2 separate regions of the Capsicum annuum genome follow, and region 1 is linked to region 2. The links are chromatin contacts, called in public Hi-C maps. All regions are on one chromosome and are shown on one strand. Each heading gives the region's core, a stretch centred on a gene start, on an enhancer-like site or on the middle of the called end of the contact. The rest is flanking DNA. Distances are from core to core; before and after follow the strand shown.

The links. Hi-C and Micro-C count contacts between places; a contact is called where the count stands out from the background.
Region 1: a contact with region 2 is called in a Hi-C map of leaf, with 5 times the contacts expected there. The contact joins two enhancer-like sites. A contact is called at or near these places in 2 of 5 Hi-C or Micro-C datasets (leaf and placenta).

Annotation. Positions count from the first base shown.
Region 1 is chr9:58,362,157-58,366,962 of UCD10Xv1.1, forward strand. No RefSeq gene overlaps it. Among protein-coding and RNA genes, the nearest start is that of LOC124887327, 5.9 kb to the left of the region's middle. Within about 2 kb of position 1,840, at least 5 of the 5 cell types and tissues checked have an H3K27ac peak or open chromatin away from gene starts, as enhancers often do. A contact at or near this core is called in leaf, where this site is marked.
Region 2 is chr9:57,780,959-57,786,315 of UCD10Xv1.1, forward strand. No RefSeq gene overlaps it. Among protein-coding and RNA genes, the nearest start is that of LOC107841532, 58 kb to the left of the region's middle. Within about 2 kb of position 1,348, at least 1 of the 5 cell types and tissues checked has an H3K27ac peak or open chromatin away from gene starts, as enhancers often do. A contact at or near this core is called in leaf, where this site is marked.

The DNA of each region.
Region 1 (4,806 bases), core at 590-3,089, 580 kb after region 2:
TATTAACCCAATAGACAATAGTATTAGTCATCCCAAAGAATCTCTTGGACCTTTGTAATATATTTGTAAAAAGCAACAAAAGAAATACTAAATAGGGTTTTTATTAAATATAATTTTTGATGTTTAAACATACATTTGCACATCTCCAACTTTAATATGGTATTACCAAAAATAAAAGTTTAATTTATCGATTAACAAACCGATGTTTATAAGTATGATATATGGTATCTACGTTCAAATACCGATTAACAAATTATCAAACCTGAACTTTGAAAATACTGAACGTCCACCACTACTTATACACAACTAAAACCAACTCAAACTAAACTTTCACTCAAATCAATTAAAAATTAATTTTTCAAAAGTTGTCCAAATATTAATATAGTAAAAGTTTTCCAGATACAGTAGTACGTGTGATGTTTAACTAGGATTTTTTTTTAAAAAAGAAACTATTTTTAAGGACTTCTATTATGGACTTTCTTTTTTAAATCGAAGATGGTTTAGGATTTTTTTGTGAAAAAAAAATCAACATTATACATTATTTAGGTCTTTAATTAATTAAAGTTCTTATATTATATAGGTAAGAAATCATAACATTTAATAATTCTAAATTGATTAGAATTTTACCTTATATAAAAAATGTCTACAATTCTATAAATAATTTTCCAGATTTTGCAAGAAGCATAGAAATTTGGCGTCTTCTACTTTAAAATTTTTTCTTATTTTGATGTTGAGTCAAGTTATATTTTTGCGTTCATTATTTTCATTTTTTTCGTCTTCCTTTATTTCATGCAGCTAAGAGATTTTAAGACACGTTAACTACTTGAATTTTTTCGATTGTTGAGGCTTTTTATACTCATCGTTGTGTTATGAGATTTTTAAGTCACTTATTTTTTATTTTTGTCTTTGTTTTAGCAGGTTCCAAAACTAATTTCAAAACTACTATAGGTAGAGGAAAAATAGATTTATGTATAAATTTTTCCACCCATTGAAATCTTGATAGTATCCATGATTAAAGAGGAGATGTAATTTATGCACAAGGAGCTAAGATAGTTGATACTACAAACATGAAAGTAGAAGCATATGCTATTCTTAAAGCAGCAATTCACTGCGGACAAGCCGAATTCAATAAGGTCATTTTTCAAACGGATTCTCTTACCATGTTGAAGATACTGACTAATGAATGGAGATATCCATGGAATTTGCTAGATTCTATAGAGCATATTAGAGAAACACTGAAAGACAAACAGGTACAATTCCAACACATAATGAGGGAAGGGAATTAGTTGGCTGATCATTTAACAAATACAGCAATAGACAAAGTGGATTTCAGCATAACATCATTTCAGCAATTAGAAATTAAAGGAAAGAAGATACTTAACAGTGACAAGCTATAGTGTCCATACATTAGATTATCATCAACAAAATGATGAAAAGGCTGAAGGCTACAGCTAAAAGTACTACCAGGGATCACAAGCAAACATTTACAATCCAGGAGGGCAATAACAAAACCCAACAGCTGACTAGCTTATACAGATTCATCCATCAAAAAGGACTTTTAGTAAAGGGGAAAGGGTCAATTGACATCTATGCATCTAATACACCTGAGAAGCAGAAGGCAGTTCAAAAATATTTGCGGCTCCAAGCATCCAGTTATCTCCCTCTCGGCCGCATCTGTAAGCAAAGGGGAGTAAATAGGAAGCCACAACTAAAGAAGAAGGACAGAAAGAAGAAATCAAAGCTTACTTGGACATGCAATCAGTCTCAAGGACCTACGACTCTCAATTCAGCACCAAAAAAGAAGAAACATCCCATCCACCAGAGAACTCAACTATATACAAGCAAAAATGAAGGAAAAAAGTTTAAAAGCGGAGAAGTTGAGCTGAATAGTAAGATTCAAAGGAAACAAAGGGACAAATACTTACTTCTAAGAGCTGAAGATAGTACAAGCATCAAAGATCCAGGGCAAAATGTTGATGACCCAAAGCACAGGCAAGACAAATTGAAGATTCAGGGGAGGGCACACCATTTTTCACCTGGAAATGAGCTCAATCGGCGGAGAAAAAGACAACAAAATGAATTAAAACACCATAGGGGAGCTTATATATGTCTTAATCAATTAGGTTTGGGCCGGGTATTTTATCCGAAATTGTATAAGCCCAATTTACATTTTCAAATTTTATGATGGGTTGATCCATCAAAGTAGGAACAATTTATTTTGCTTTGTTTTTGTATTAATAAAATTCGAAAATTAAATTAAAAAAACATTGAGGCAGGTTTTTAAACTAGTATAACAAAGTGCGTGAAGGTTAAATTGAACAATAATGATTCAGAGCACTTGGAAATCATGAAGGGCAAGAAGGTCTTAAAAGAAGTGTTTCCCCTTTCCTACTATTTTTACTGGATTTATTCACGTGGTAATTAACAAATTTAAAGATAACGACCTATCAAGGTGAGTTTAATCTAATTCATTTCATGAATAAAGCTACAAAGCAAAGGAAAAGAGAATTGAAGGTCCAAATAAAATATGGGATAAGGCTAGAGCTGTAAATATAGGCCGGCTCAGCCCATTTGGGCTAGTTCACAAAGGTCTTGGAGTTGACGGGTTAAGTCGGGTTGACCCATCAATATCACAGGCCAGAAAATAGCAAGCCCAACCCATCACATTGTGCGGTGCGGGCCTCCACAGGCCAACCCATTTTTCAAAATATATTATTTTTATAATTTTAACATAAATTTTAAATTGTTAATTGCATAAATATTTATAATATAATATTTCATGAAATTATTACTTGTTAATCAAGTCTCAAATTTAACAAAAAAAGTTAATAATCTGTGAAATTAAATAACTTTTGACACCAAATTCAAATCAAATAAAGATGTTAAAAAACAAACGAAACTGTTAATGAGTAATAATATAACAAGCTAAATAACAATATTAACTTGATTTTGTTTTAATTGATCACAATAAAACAAAAAAAAATATCAATATTTAGTCTATTAAAAGTAAAAATGAACTCTTAAAAAAAACAAAAAACTCACGGCACTTATGTCGCATTCAATATCGCCATATCATCTTCATTAAACATATTTAATTTCTTAAAAAATTTAGTATTTTATATTTTTAATTATTTATATATTTTATAAATATATTTAATATTTAAATATCTGTGATGGTGCGAATCGATTTTGAGTTTGGACTCCTTTTTTTATTCTTAGTACTCTATTCTATTTTTTAATTATTTTTTGTTTGGCCAGCCCAACCCATAGTGCTCAAGCCCCACGGGCCAAAGGCATCATACGAGCCGGGTTAAAAAGCCCTTTTCTTAAACAAGTTGTAAAAATTATAACCCAATCCTATCACACTACAGGCTGGACCGATTGACCCTGCAGGCCTGACCCATATTGACAACTTTAGATAAAGCTAGGATTAGTGGAACTTGATGCCTTATTTCTCCTTTAGATTTTAATTTCTTTCCTTATTGAAGGTATAATATTTGTCTTAAAAAATGTTCAGTAGTTAAGAAGCTACAATTTTACTGTAGTTCAAAATTTAACCGCCATCAAATGAAATTATGTAGAAAAGGGGTTCAAAAGGTTCCTACATTGCTAAACTCAATGGCAAATTAGACCTTTTGAGATCGTTTGATAAAATATGGGTAAACAATATAAATTCCAACACTCTGTTACCTAATTACTCTTTCTCTCAACTTTTATATTAATTACTTAATATCCCGGATATGATACATAAGTTTGGTCCGGATATATAACTTAGAGATACATAACTCCCAAACTGATTGACTATAAAAAAGGAAAATAACAATAAAAGAGTAAATATTGAAGCAATTAATGCGGTTCTAATTGAGCAATTATATCTCTTTATTTCTTCCATCACAAGCCTTTTATCTTTCCCTTTATATTGCAAAGCTTCCTCCTTTAACCTTTCAATAGCTGTAACAATAATAAAAAACAATAAATAAATAATTAAATTCCTAAAATAATTCAGAGAATTGGAAAAACAGAAGAAAAAAATTGACCATCCTTTAGGAGAACCATACAAAAGGGCAGTTCACGTTTGAAAGCTTCGATTTTTCTGAGTTCTTCTTCTAAAGCAACAATAAATTAATTGAGCTTTGTTAATTTGTTGAAGATGTCATCCATGGCAGAAACTTCAGTTAAAACATCTAAAATTATTTTTGGGACATAAATAAAGTTCAAATAAAGTTGAATGTATTGGATGAAAAAAACAATACAAATCAACTTCAACATTTACTACGTATCAGAAGTAATGATATATCTCATACTTATGTATCATACTCATAATGTTTAATGTATCAGGTGTAAAACAAACTAAAACTCACATACAATTTTCAGAATATATCATATAAATCTAAAATCTTGACAAAATTAGCTCTATGTATCATAATAAGTATATTACATGTATCAAGTATAAAACTGAACCATAATCACATATATGTTGTATTCTGTATCATAAAGCATTAGCCTTGAATCTATGTATCAGATGCGGTATATTAAATGTATCAGATGCAATATATTGAATGTATCATATCTATAAAGAAACAAAAATCACATGTAAAAATTTATGATGTATCAGAACGCATGCATTGTCACGAAAATTGATTTTTTGTAACTTACTTCTTCCTCTTTACAGATGCAATAATCGATAACTTCTTCATCATAGGCGGATCATTTTGATATTTCAATCGATTTTTACGAAAATTAATGTCTTTCATATCATAATGAAATGGTGGAAATTAAAAAAGAAAGTTAATGGTTGATATATTT
Region 2 (5,357 bases), core at 98-2,597:
TGTTTTATTTAAAGTAGTATGTATAGTCGTATTTATCAAATGTTACATATATATGTGTAATTGTGTATGAGTATATATTTTTTAAACTCTAATGTAGTATATGCTATATATATAATGTATATATATTGTTTAACGTATTTAAAATGTATATAGGTGTGTATGTATAGTGTATATTGAATTTTTTTGATCGGGCTTGACCAGTTTTTTAACCGGATTTGACCGAATTTAGGCGGGTTAGACGGGGTTGGGTTAAATGGACCGGGTTAGAGTTGTTTTTAAAAATTTACTGTTTAACCCGAAACCGGCCCGCCCGCCCCACTTAACCCCAACCCGGCCCGGCCCACAAACCGATTAATTTTAATGGGCCGGTTCCGGGTTGACCCGATCCGGCCCACTTAACACCCTTAGATTAAATTAAAATGCCATTGAAAATTTAACGTAAGAATAAGTTTACTCTAAGCATCAAATTAGAGCTAGAATCTTCATCACTAGAAATAAAATCTACATAATTGAACTTCAAAGCTGGATCTTTTACAAATTGTACCACATTAATAATTAGATTCTTAAATTTATTGCATCAAGGAATGATATATAAAAATGTATTATATTTGGTCTGATTAATTATTGAAAATCAATTAAATTGATTTGATGATATTTGACTTAAGTTACACTGTGGTTAAAAATTTACATACATTTTAATAAAATTTAATTATAATTTACTTGCATTTGAATATTAATTATATAATGTTTAATTTAACATAGTATTCTAAGTTAACTTTTTAATGTACTTAGTGATTGAGCCTATTTAATGGATATTATTTCTTAAATCGAGTTGAGCCGAGCTAGCTCAATCGAGTCAAGCTTTGACCGAGTAGAGGTTGATCGAGCTTTGATCAAGTCGAGTCAGGCTAAACTTTAACAACTGAGTTGATACGAGTCAAGCTTTTTAGAAAAATGAGTTGAGTCGAGCTAAATACATGCGAGCTGAGCCGAGCTAGCTCGACGCTTTGCCCAGCTCTACTTCCAATAGGTCTAAATAGTGATCTAATACTTTAGTGGATATTTTGGAAAAATAACGAGGGCTCGTCAACAATTCAATCACTTAAGTAGTATATTAGTTCAATTGAAGATTTGAAGCTGCTCACGGTCAAATATGTGCATGGACGACCCCTTATAGATGATTTGACTGTTCCGGCCGGCAAGTATGTACCATGTTTTAGGTTTGATTTTGCATATTTAATTTGCATCTCGAGGGGTTCGTGTATGTTTTGGACACTAAAATGGATAAAATGAGGCACCAATTTTTTCTGATTCTAATGTCAGTGATTCACCCTTCGTGGTCGTGGGATGGGGTGCCATGGTCGCAAAGAAGAATGAAGGACAATGGGAAAAGAGACTTGGCTAGGCAAAGTTTTGCGGTCACGAGGAGCATTGGTCAAGATCACATAGGAAAAATGTGGCGGGCTCGTGATCACGAAGAAAGATGTTGACACCTAATTTTGACTTTCCTGTGTCAAACTCGAATTGTTATTTGACTAATCAAGTCTTTTAAATCTTTTTTAAATATTAAATTCATTTATATAATTATTTATATATTTAAATAATTAGTCATACATTTTATTTTTTTGACATATCTTAACTTCAAAATGTATGTGCATATTATTTATTGTCGTTATTAATTTCGCACATCGTACTTTAGTTAAACAACGTCTTATTTCAAAATATAACTATTCATAATTTTTTTTAATGAATTTTTGTTGGTCGGTTAGACCATTTTATTTAATAAAAGAGCCCAGTGGACAAAACAAGACCATGGTCCGACAAAACGGATCCAAAACAATAACCCGGCCCAAATTGGAAGCTGCAAGTTTCCTAATTTTGATTTTTATTGAAAAGGCTACTTGTAGAGTACTTAGTACTCTTCTTTGAAGTTTAACGTCGCCTTTATCGATGTTGATGGAGTGCTGCCGTTGGAGCTCCAAGCTTCGAATCTTCCTCCAATGGGTGGTGTATCGGTTGAATCCGAGGTTGTTGTTGATATTTTTCTGTCTATCAGCTTCTCACATTTTGTGTTTCTCCTTTAGATTCTTTTCTCTAGGTAGCTCAATTTACAACCCATGGTTCTTCTGTGAAAATGGTCTTTGACCAAGACCAGGTTCTCTCCAGTTTCTGTTCTGATTAGTATCTTTAATTCCTGAATGTTGACTTGAAGTTGTTGTTGTTGTTGTGTTATGTACATATGATCTGTATAAATTCTTCATTGTTGAACTACTCTGCGTGTTTTGATTCTCAGTTGAGGAATTTGGTATTTGTCCATGTTTATGCATTTCCTTATTTTCTCTGGTAGCTGTCGAAATTAATGTTATTCCTGATGACCTTTTGTTTCGATGCTCTCGTTTGCTAATGAATCGGCAACTATGTTCCCCTCTCTGAATGTATGTAAGATTGTAGCATTTTGATTCTGAATTAGCTTGCTTATCTCCTCCAGGATCTCTGCTATTTCCCAAGTGATTTTCCACAGCTTCAACATCATTTTCTTAAGACTTAAAAAATCTGTATCCAAGATGAAATCCCTGAGATTTTCATTATGGCAGTATTCCAAGGCCTTCGTAATAGCCATTGCTTCAGCTACAGTGTTAGTGCAAAACCCCTGACATTTTGTTCTAGCATATCTTAGATCTCCCTTGTCATCTCTTATATAAAAACCATAGGAGATTACCTCTACTTAACCCATCTGTTTTGCATTTCAGCTGTCCAATTTCTGGTTTTGACCACATTACTTTATGACAGTGAAGCTTAGGTGTGTGAGCTCTCATTATCTCATCTTATGACAGTGAAGCTTAGGTTTGTAAGCTCTCATTATCTCAACTACCTCCGTCCATGTCCATGTTTTCATTTTAATCCATGGGAATAAGTTTTTCAACATCTTTTTAATGACCTTTTGAACTTGTAACACCATTATGCAAAAGACATGGATCTCCCATGTTTGACACAACTTCTTTTCTTCCATAGTGTCCACATAATTATGGATGGTATGGCTCTAAAAATTTTTGCCAGTTTTGAACTTGAATCCTTAGTCCAACATGCCACAATTGCTTGCTGAAGCAGCATGTTCTCCATTTGAATACCTGCAAAATGAGCAAACTACCTCCAAAGCCTATTGTCTAAGGAGGTTGTTAGTAGAGCATGGGTCATTGTCTCTTCCTTTTTAACATCACAACACCAACATCTTGAAACCAACTGTATATTCATTCTCTTCAGGTTATCATCAGTTGGAATTCTTCCCATCCACACCCTCCAAAGGAAGAAATTATACTTAAAAGGCAGTCTTTTATTCCAAATGAAATCATAATTTTTTTTTTCTTTCCTTTTCCTAATTTTTTCCTAGGTAGATTTGACAGTAACTTGGCCATTTGTATTTCCCATCCACCATTAAACATCATTTTGAAAGCCTTCTATAGGGGGTTTCATTGTTTACAGAATAAGGTCCACCATTTCTTCAGAAATTACTGATATAAGTGATTGCCTATTCCAATCCCCATTTTTGATAAAACTTCTGATATCCACTTCCTCATATTAAAAAACCTCATCGTCCACATAATATAATGCTCTTTGTTTGGTCCAATTATCAGATCAAAAGCTTGAGTTGTCAGCTTTAATTTGCCACCATATATTGTGCTCTATCTCCTCTCTTACAGAAATTATTTTTCCACAGACATATGAGGCTCCAATTTCTTTAGCAATTAAAGGATGTAATTTTTTACAATACTTGTTCCACATGAAAGAGACCCATAAAGAGGAAGTTGAAGTACTGAAAATCCATCAAAGTTTGCCAAATAAGGCTTTTGACATATCATGTAATGATCTAAAACCAAGTCCTCCCTCGTTTTTTGGATAGCACATAGCCTCCCAGCTCACCTAGTAATTATTCTTTGAACGTGTAGCATTACCCCAAAAAAACTTTGCAAAAATCTTGTAGAGCTAATTGATGACACTGACAAGTGGATTCATAGCCGAAAGAGTGTAGATGGGTATGGATTGTAGTACATGAGTAATTAAAATGTATCTTCCCCCATAAGAAAGTAACCTATTCTGCCAAGAGTGAATCCTCTTTATCACTTTTTTGATCAAATCTTCTAAATGGCCTTTGTTCTTCATCCCATAGAAAATAGGACGGCCTAGGTGAATAAAAGGGAGTTTACCTTGCCTGATTTTCGTAATTCTTCTGATATTGCTACTCACAATGTTAGGAATTTTCTCATGAAAATATAGTAGACTCTTATCAAGGTTGATCATTTGTCCAAAAGCTTCCTCATAACTTCTCAAAACTCCCATCATCTTCATGATTGAATAAGTATGACCAGAGCAAAATAAAATAGTGTATCAGCATAAGACAGATGATTGATATCTGGGCTCTACTTTGGAATTCCATAACCTATAAAATTCATATCATTAAACAGTTCATTTAGATTTCTTGACAAAACTTCTACTAAAATGATAAATAAAGTTGGTAACAAAGGGTCACCCTGCTTTAAACCTCTTGAAGATTGAAAGAAGCCATAGGACTGTCCATTTATACGCACTGAATACCAATTGTTGATCACTAATCTTACTACCATATCTATCATTCTTTCTGAGAAATCAAATCTCCTCAAGACCACCACTAGAAATTTTCAGGAAACCTATCATAAGCCTTTGCCATATCCAGCTTCACTGCCACATTATGAAATTTGTTCATCCTATTTATATCTCTAATAATTTCCTGGGCTAGCAGAACATTTTCACTGATGTTTCTCCCCTTTACAAACTCAGATTGATTAATAAAAATTATATTAGGAAGCATTTCCACAATTCTCAAGTGAATAGCCTTAGAAATAATTTTGTTAACAAAAGTACAAAGTTTGATAGGTCTCAAATCACCATAAGTGGTTACCACCTCTTTCTTTGGAATTAAAACCAGATTCGTATGAGTGATATATCCGGGTAATTTACTTCCATAAAATAATGCTTTGATCATGTTAGTGATGTCTTCCTCAGTGATATTCCAGCAGCCCCTGAAAAAATTCTCTTGAGAATCCATCTGTTCTACTGTTACTCTCTCCATTTAAAAAGAAAACCACCTGTTTTACATTTTTTTTGTCTGGTAGCCTTTACATTTTATCATTCTGCTCATCTGTGATGGATTTGTTGATGAAATTTCAGATCTCATGTTGTTCAAAGCTCTGAGTTTCCTTAAATTTCTCTATGAACACACTCACTGCTTCCTCCCCAACATTCTGTGGAGTAGTTATCACATTTCCTTGTTTTGTTTGTATCTCAGCAATCTATAATTTTCTTCTCCTCCTTTTTACATATGA